Linked DNA regions of Hordeum vulgare: region 2 is linked to region 1. Evidence: chromatin contacts called from public Hi-C data. All regions are on one chromosome and are shown on one strand. Each heading gives the region's core, a stretch centred on a gene start, on an enhancer-like site or on the middle of the called end of the contact. The rest is flanking DNA. Distances are from core to core; before and after follow the strand shown.

Region 1 (4,851 bases), core at 1,952-4,451:
TGCCAGAGAATGAAAATGACTATCCAAAATATTTATTTTCAGTATTAGTTGGATTTTAGTAGTTAAGGAAAATCTAACTAAAATTGAAATCAAATGAGAGGAGGGGGCTTGATTCAGCGAGCCGAGCGCACGACGCTCACAGATCTCCACCACCAAAACAGCCTCCAACTAGCAATGCCGCCACGTCTAGAGGTTCCCGAGACATGTTTTCCCCTTAGTTCTTTCTATTTCTAGCCTGCGCAATTCGCTGACCCCTTTCCCTTCTTGCTCCGTATCAACCTCCCTCCACTGCCGCTCCAGTCACACACCGTCGCACACTGAAAAGTTACAATCGTCGTGGACGAACCCCTCATCACCACTACAATCTTCTAAAACTCCCGTAGAGTTACATTACGATCTTGGCAGGGGACTCTTTGCCTGGTAGTTTTTTTCACACTTCTCGACATCAGTAATTGTCTCATGGTCTCATATGACAAAATGATGAAAAAGCAACTACTATGTTTATCACTATATTCTTACACTCTCAGTGGTATTTTCTCTACTCCCTCTGTCTTAGTTTACAAGTCCGACACATGTACCTATGTCATCAATTTAACCAACTTAATAAGAGGCATATATTATAAAAAATATATCATTAGAAACTTTAGATGTTTTATTTTCTAATGATATACTTTTTATGTTAAACAATATATTTTATATAAGTTAAATTGACGATCTAGGTATACGTGCATGTCTTCTAAACTGTGACGAATGGAGTAACATGTTTTACACATTTACATAACTAGTGAGAAGACACATGCTCAGATGGTAAGGTTTTTTTCTGGTGGAACTTGCACACCCAGATCTAATTTATAAACTAGCTTGATGAGCACTCGCACTTTTTAGACTTATTTAAGAGGCCTCTTCGTTAATATCAAGATCTGCCAACTTAATATTTTAAAGGTGTTAATAGAGATTGTAAATATCAAAAATGTTGTTTGGAGCTTGTTGTTTATTTTAAAAATCCAAAATTCATCAAAGTTCATATTTTTGCATTTCAAAAAAATCTGAAAAAAAATATAGATATACATGAAGGCGTAATACACATGTGTGTAAAATTTTTAGGATAAAATACGTTGATACGAGGTCTATGCAAAAAATTAAATTTATGACTTTTTAACACATGATATTATTCATCCCAAAAGTCCATGAATTTGTTCTTTTTGCACATATCGCATCTTAAGATATTTCATCCTAAATTTTTGCACATGTATATCTTTCGTCCTTGTATACTTGCATATTTTTTATTTTTTCTTTAAAATCAAACTATTTAAATTTTGAATATTTCAATAATAAAGGACACCATGAAGGCCGAGATCCAAAAGGTTGTGAGTAAATTTTAGTATGAGTTGTGTGAGCGTCTTGGTTTGTGTGTCATCTTTTCTCTCTCTATAAAAGACAGTGATAGGCGGGCGCCGGACTGCCGACCCAAAACCTTCGGCCGGTCTAACTCCAGCCGCCCGATATAGCTCTAGGAGGCCGCCAGACCTGCCCCCGAGTCGTCTTGTTCCTCCCTCCTCCATCTCTTTCTCTGTTTCTCACTCGTCGACGCACCAGAGCCGCACGAACAACACACGCGAGAGAAACCCCCACCCCTCCCCGACCACCCCCAACGTCCGAATCAACCTCCCTGTCACAGACAGAGAAAGCTGCAGTCGTCGTGGACGAACCCCTCATCACCACTGCGATCTTCTATAACTCCCGTAGAGTTACATTACGGTCTTGGGAGGGGACTCTTTGCCTGGTAGTTTTCTTCACACTTCTCTACATCAGTAATTGTCTCACAGTCTCATATGACAAAATGATGAAAAAACAACTACTATGTGTATCACTATATTCTTACACTCTCAGTGGTATTTTCTGTAACATGTTTTACACATTTACATAACTAGTGAGAAACACATGCTCGGATGGTAAAGGTTTTTTTCTGGTGGAACTTGCACACCCAGATCTAATTCATAAACTAGCTTGATGAGCGCTCGTGCTTTTTTAGACTTATTTAAGAGGCCTCTTCGTTAATATCAAGATCTGCTAACTTAATATTTTAGAGGTGTGAGGTTGTAAATATCGAAACTGTTGTTTGGAGCCCGCCGTCTTTCCAAAAATCCAAAATTCATGAAAATTCATATTTTTTACATTTCAAAAAAATCTGAAAAATATAGATATACATGAAGCGTAACACACATGTGCGTAATTTTTCAGGATGAAATACGTTGAAACGAGGGCTGTGTAAAAAAGACAAATTTATGATTTTTTTAGCACATAATACTATTCATCCTAAAAGTGCATGAATTCGTTCTTTTTACACATATCGCATTTTAAGGTATTTTATTCTAAATTTTTGCACACATACATCTTTCATCCTTGTAAATTCGCATATTAAAAAAATCAAAAAATTGATATTTTTTTTTGAAATAAAAGACACTACGAAGGCCGAGCTTCAAAAAATCTATTCATTTTTTTTAACATAATACAGACGCAAGCGCTTATATGCACGTACATACACTCATCCTTAAAAGGCCTACTCGTTGTACATATGTTTTTTAAAGAGATGAGTACTTTTTAGTATGCCTTGCAGATCTGGTCAAACGGGTCGTGCCTGACGGGCCGGCCCGACTGCCCGTAGGCCAGGTGAACGGGCCGTGTCAGGCACGCGGCACGCCTCGGACCGTGCCTGGGCCTGGAGGCTGGGCACACGGGCCGGCATGACACGACTCGTTTAACGTTTTTATTATATATATATATATATGTGTGAGATACAAATAAAGCTCAATAGGTTAATATTAACCAAAAAACAGCCTAAAAATGTCAAAACCGACCCAAATAATAGCCGAACAGGCCGAAATCGGTCAAGTAACGGCTTAAAATATTAAAATCCTAGTAGGCGTGCCGACGGGCTGGCTCAATTAAAGGGTGTGCCGTGCTTGCGCCTGGTTGCCTGGCACGCGGGCCGATACGACATGGCCCGTTTAATAATTGGACCCAGACGTGTCGTGCCGTGGCTGACACGATTGTGGCGGGCCGGCCCGTTTGTTCAGGTATTGCGTTGCGTGAGCCTCTGGGTTTGTGTGTCATCTTTTCTCTCTCTATAAAAGACACGTAATCTATATTAAGAAAAAGACACCTAATCTCCACATATCTCTACCGTTCGATCACCGAGATTCGCAGTCTCCAAGGCGAGAGAAACCAGACCCTCCAACCAAACGGCAGATGAACCAAACCCCCTTCTTCTCCACCGCGCCGTCTCCCACCTCCAACTTCCCCACCTACCACCACTGTCCTCCTCCGGCCCTCTCCACGACGCTCCCATAAATTCCCGGACCCCACGCGAATCTCTCCCCGAATCCACGAGGGGAAGTGACCCGCCGCCCGATAATGGAGTTCCTGCATGGGCAGAGCACGGAGACCACGGTGGCCGTCGCGGTGGCCGTCGTCGCCGTGGCCGCCGGCGCCGGATTCCTCCTCCTCCGCAGCAAGAAACCCAAGGGTACGCGCGCCCGACTCCGTACAGATACATAAGACATCTTCGCGCCCGTGGTCGAGCCCTAGCGCGTCGGTTTCTGTGGATCGATGATGCTTTGCTGACGGCTAAGGGGAGTGGATCTCCTGAAACTGAAAGAGATGGCCTCTGTTTTTTCCCCATGGAATAGCTTATAGCTGAGACATTTCATGCCCATCGATTAGGCTGCCATTTGCTTAGGTTGTTTGCTACAGATAATATTGATATATCCACAGTGGCTCCATGTTCACGCTTCATCCAAAGCTGCAGCATGATTCGACTATTTAGTCCACATGCTTCTGCACCTGCAGATTCTAGGGATTTAAAAACCGTTTATGTGATTCATTTTCACACTTACCACCCTCTGGACAAAATTACTTGTCTATTCAGGGAGGCCTCCAAATGCAAACTTCAAATTTCGTGAAAATTCGTATTTTAATATTTCAAAAAATCCTGAAAAAAAAACATAGATAGATGAAGGTATCATACACAAGTGTGTAAATATTTAGAACTAAATACGTTGAAATGAGGGCTATGCAGAAAAGACAAATCTGAAGCTTTTTAACACATGACACTATTCATCTTTCAAGACAATGAATGTCTTTTTTGTACAGGTCGCGTCTCAAAATATTTTGGCCTGAAATTTTACACACACACTTGTTTAGCTGTACTTTTTTTTAGATTTTTTGAAATCAAAATTTTCGAATTTTGGTTTTTTTCAGAAATTCCGGCCTCCATGGAGCCCGGGTGCCAAAACACCATTCTCCTCTATTCAAGATTACTGCTTTTGAAGTTTGTGTATAATATACGTAAATATTAATGGGCGTGCTATGATCTGTAGGCTGCTTGGATGCCGAGAATTTCAAAGAGTTTAAACTTGTGCAGAAGAGACAGATCAGTCATAACGTGGCCAAGTTCAAATTTGCTCTCCCGACACCTACTTCTGTGTTGGGCCTTCCAATTGGCCAACATATAAGCTGCAGGTTTGAACACTTTTACTGCTCATGTCCTGGTCTACTGTTATGATGTTGAGTTGAATGTTCATTCTTTTTGGTTCATGGAGTGAGTCGGATGTTCTGATTCTGTCGTTTTCTGTATTATGTTAACTGACCGCAGAGGGCAGGATGCTACTGGTGAGGAAGTAATCAAGCCTTACACTCCGACTACACTGGATTCTGATATTGGATACTTTGAGCTTGTTATAAAAGTAACTTGCTGTAAACATGTCCTATTATTTTGCTTTAGTATTATTTGCTCTCATTATATTTATTTGCAATATCAATCTATTTCTCTATCTGTGTATAGTGTTGTGA
Region 2 (4,847 bases), core at 1,648-4,147, 190 kb before region 1:
GAAACCTGGATCATTCAAAGGTTTATATCAAAGGTAAAACCGAGGGAATAGCATAACTGTAGCACAACATTTTCATAACCGCAGGAATTTCGGCATAACAGAAAAGTAGCTACCTGTAAAGAGGAATTCCATACACTGTCAAATATCGTCGTTTTTTTTTGGAACCAGATGTATAATTTTGGGCAACAATACTAACTTTATGCACAACAAAACCAAAAAAAAAAAAAACTTTATGCACAACATTAGCTCAACTTCCCTTCAACCAGATGCATAATATGTACTCCCTCTGATCCATATTAATTGTTGCTGATTTAGTACAAAGTTGTACTAAATCAGCGACAATTGATATGGATCAAAGGGAGTACATAATTTTTTTTATTAATTAAAATATATAGAACTATTGTATAGTTCCACAGTCGGTCAAAAATAATTTTGGGCAACAACACCTTCACTAAGTTCATGCACAACATTAGCTTTTGACTTCCCTACGACTCTACTCATAATATTTTCGACGAGGATGGTTTAAAAAGGTTGCTTTCTGGTCAATGTTTTAAGTGAAAGAAGACTGCAGTAGCTCAAGATAGCAACAATCATGAATGCATAATTCACACCACTAAAGAGGAAGGAAAGTGATGTAATAAGATATGAGGTTGCCTTAGCCATAACACTGAAGCAAAGTGAAATGAGCGCAAATCATATGTCAAAGCAGTCACAAACTTTGTACCCTGTTGTTCATCCAGATAGATGATCGATAAGATGGAAAGAAGAGTTCTACTGACAAAGTTGCATCACTATTCTCAGATGTACGATCATTATTCACAGCAGTAGAGAAGATCAACTATGCCCTGCATTTGGGTTGGTTCCAGAAGCAGGAGGCAGCTGCTGATCAGTCAAAGTAGCCCTGACAGTTTGCGGCTCAGGTGTCGAGAATAGGCCATTAAACCAAGGGACAAGGGCCCAAGGTCTGTTACTGTCCTCTCTGTCATTTGTGTTACTGTCCTCGCCATCGTTTGCAGGGCCATCAGCTCTGACCTCCTCATGGCTGCTCTCTATTCGATCAACGTTGCTAGTCTCGCTTAAGTCTTTTGTCTCATCAGATGGCAGCTCGAACCGACAAACTGGGCAGGAACTATGGAGTTCAAGCCATGGCAGGATACATGGTGAGTGAAACTTATGTTCACAAGGCAACTGCTTAGCCTGGGACCCTAGATCAAGGTCATCAAGACAAACTGAACAGCTGACAACCTCTTCGATTTTGACAGTGGGCAGGGCTTCGACTGCTTCTTTCTTCGCGGGAGGGGTACCATACCGGCTTGGGTCATTCTCAGCCAAATGCTGAAGAAGCAGACTAAGCCCTGCCCCGAGGACATACTCCTCTAGCAAACCATCATCGTTATTTGAGTTGCCATGGTCGCCTCGGTCCTCGTCAGGGTCAAGCGCTGCACCTTGCAGAGCGAGGGCCTGGTTGAAAGCACTGATCAGAACGGAGTTGTCCCTTTCCCTGTCATCTCTAAGGTCATCATGGATGCTGTCAAGCACACGGCGCAGTGCCGATGCCCGCCGATGCCTTCTGATGAAACCCTCAAACTCACGGCCTATATCACTATTATCTTCATCATCGCTGTCCCCCGGCGATCCTGGCTGCTCAAAAGGGTTGTCCAGCGGGTCCCACTGAGTTGGCCCTTGCTCTGATAGCTGGCTTGCCAATGCCTCAAAATGCTCACCGATCATCTCTTCGACAAACCCACCGTCACACAATGGACACTTGAGCTCCTCCACCATGGCCTCCTCAACGGCCTGCTGACATTCATGGCACCAGTACCGCGTGATGGCAGCTTCTGCCATATCGCAAATCCTTCCGTCGATCAAGCGTAGAACACGGTGAAAAGTCAAACCTGTGAACCATGCACAATTATTTAGTTGAAGGGTAATCTGTATAAATCCCCAAGAAAACAACCACACATGATATAATTTGTCATATATGAGAAAATAAGTGCAGCATCTCAGGAACAATTATTTTTCCAAGAACAAGTGGAACAAGACGAGCAATACGGTGTCCATCTGCAACAAGATTCCACACCGCAATGGCAAGCATGCATATATCTTACAAGAGGCCAGCATGAGGAACAAGAACAAGGCGAAGAACATAGCTAGGTCTTGCATCAAATACAAAGTTGACTCTAGTCTTTTGATTCTTTGGGAACAGGAGTGGCAGGCAGTCCTAATAATTCCTAAAGAGAAGACCCAACTGAAGGCGCGGCGACACCGAGATCTCCGAGAAGGGGAGGCGGAGATCAAGAGGCAGGATTCTCAGCCCAAGAACCAGGTGCCGATTCCATCCTACGGGGAACAGGATACCATTCCTCCCTAAAAGCAGAAGGACCAATTCCGGCACCACTCAAAGATTCACACAACATTGCGTCGCGCCGGAAATAAATTTGGTGGCGAGACCCGTCGTCGATCCCAGCCTACACAAATCCCCGCATAAATCCCCGAACGAACGAGCACCCTAATCGCCCCTTCGCAGGAGAAAATGATATTATTCGACGGGAGGGGGGGTATGGAACAGGCTCCACGCCATGTTCTTGATTTAGAGCACACCGGGACGAATCAGCCCCCCAAAAATATCCATCTTTTGCTCGAAACTAAGCACGAATGAAGAAAGGAAAGTCCATCATACCAGGAAGCGGCTGACCCCTGGCTTTTCTCCTGTGGAGTGGATTGGATCGGATTGGATGGAGTAGAGGCGCCCCCCTGCTCCTAGTCCTAGTCCTCCTTTTGCTCGGGGTAGGCCAAACCAAAGAAGAACAGGGAGGAAGTTACAGGCTAGCTTGACTGGTGGATACTTTACTCCCTGGTCCCTAGAGGTTATCGACCCTTTCTTTTTCCCTTCATCGTCAAGGAAAATAGGGACGATTTTTTTATATGCTCCGGGCGCAAATCTCCAAGAGGAAACAGATTAGTTTCAGATCCCACCGGCAAAGTTTGTTATGGCTTGGAAAGCATACAAAGCTTCTGATCTTTTTTGGGGGATCTTTTTTATTCAAGTGGTGATGGGGATGGAGGGTTTGGCCGATAGATAGGCCATCATTTTCATCATCCCAAGCGGACCACCTGTAAACTAGGTGTATGATGGGCTCCGTCTTTATTTTGTTGGTGTGGCATGTTCACCTATAAATCTTTGGCATCGGTCCGGGTCGCATGATCCGATCCATGAAAGTCATCTAACACGATTCTGTATGATGTCTGAAGTTTTTCGAATACGATTTCTCTCACAGATCGAAGACAAGCGTGCAGAGGTTTGCGGGAATGCGGGCTACTACTTCGTTCGATTCTAATTGTCCTGACCCATCACCCCCTTCCCTTTGTGAAAACGGCCAATATCGCTTTAGAGCGTCAGTGTCCGCATTTATGCCCAGCCAGAGGGGACACGACCGCTCACTGGCACCGGCATTGAAGCGGCGCGTTGGCCAAGAGAGCATCGCCTGCACCGCTTCTCGATGCAGGCGACTGTTGCGCGCTCAAACGACACGACGGTTGCTCGTCCGTCCATCTGCCGCCCACATTGATGGCATGTTGTTGCCAAGGCGTCTCCTCCATCACCACCCGTTCGTCCATATGTTGCCCGCCATTGATATATGAACCGTTGCCCCAACAATAGCTGCAGTCATCAGCCTCCGATCCCTCTCCCATCATGGATTCCTCCCCCGCTAAAGCTCTTTGGGAGGGGCTGACACCGGAGCAGAAGAAGGAGATGGCCGACATTGTTGGCCGATGGCGGGCCGGCAGGCAGCCGGAGGATGTTGACGTCCCAATGAAGGACGCGACCGACGACGACCCTGCGCAACCTCCTCTTTCTCCTTCGTCATGCCACCCTCCTCCATCGCCATGCCTCCCTTGTCGATGCACTGCACCATGACCATCTGCGAGGTCGGTGCCCATTACATGGACATGGTGCGGGAGGAGCGGTTCCGGGAGGAGTAGACCGCCGCCGCCTACAACCACCATCTCCTTCACGAACACCTGCACGCGAATGAGCAGCTCGTTGCGAGCAAGGCGATCGCGCCTGACACGGACCTGACGGAGCAGGAGGTGCTCCTGGAGTCCTAGCGCTCCTCCCACCAGATTTGCCTCGACCGCTAGCGGTACCGACAGCGAGTGGCGGAGATGGCGGCTGCGGCCAAGGTCGATGAGGAGGAGGGCATGTCATCGTTTGGGAAAACCGACGAGGATGAGGTGGACATCATCGAGGTCGCGCCCAATGATGTCAGCACGCCCGCGGGCGCCGCCTGCAGCGACGAAGAGTAGTGCACGGGAGGCCGCCACTGCTCTGGTCCCAGGAAGGCCACCGCTCCTCCCCTCCCGTCGATGCCAAGCTTGGTGGGCTGAACAACGTCAACCTATAATCGTTTGGCGGCGACGTGGAGGTAGACATTTGTGCTTGTCGGGTCCCCAGTGGAGGAGGTTACAGAGGCAGAGCTAGAGAGCGCCGAGCAGAACTGGAGAAGGCAAAGTCTCAGTTCTCCGGGTTCATGGCCGGACACGGGAAACGGACGCCAACGATAATTTAGATTAGATATTAGTTATACCTTTAGAGCCGGATTGTATGTAAATGTAATGAAATTCGTCGTGTTTGTATGAAATTCGTCGTGTTTGTATGAAATTCGGCCGTTCTTCCAGTTGGTTTGAGTTATTATCAAAATATATGCGATTATAGTTGAATGTCATCGTCCCGCATCGGCGTACTCGTCCCCCTATTCATAAACATATGCGGGAAAAAATATGAGTTATCGTTGAAGATGTACCTAACTTCTCATGAGTGTAAAATGTGAAAGATTCGTACAAGT

What was found. A called contact is a pair of places that touch in the nucleus more often than the background predicts.
Region 2: a contact with region 1 is called in a Hi-C map of leaf, with 4 times the contacts expected there. The contact joins the promoter of LOC123444355 here to the promoter of LOC123444329 in region 1. A contact is called at or near these places in 4 of 6 Hi-C or Micro-C datasets (leaf and seedling) and 1 of 1 datasets of contacts at active chromatin or transcription factors (embryo).

Annotation. Positions count from the first base shown.
Region 1 is chr1H:449,733,582-449,738,432 of MorexV3_pseudomolecules_assembly, reverse strand. It overlaps LOC123444329 (NADH--cytochrome b5 reductase 1-like), which reads left to right and starts at 3,201. Exons shown (of 9, transcript XM_045121018.1): 1 at 3,201-3,526; 2 at 4,380-4,521; 3 at 4,655-4,745. The coding sequence starts at 3,415.
Region 2 is chr1H:449,922,049-449,926,895 of MorexV3_pseudomolecules_assembly, reverse strand. LOC123444355 (E3 ubiquitin-protein ligase SIRP1-like) reads right to left here and starts at 2,897. Exons shown (of 2, transcript XM_045121049.1): 1 at 2,681-2,897; 2 at 636-1,895. The coding sequence starts at 1,845. The coding sequence ends at 835.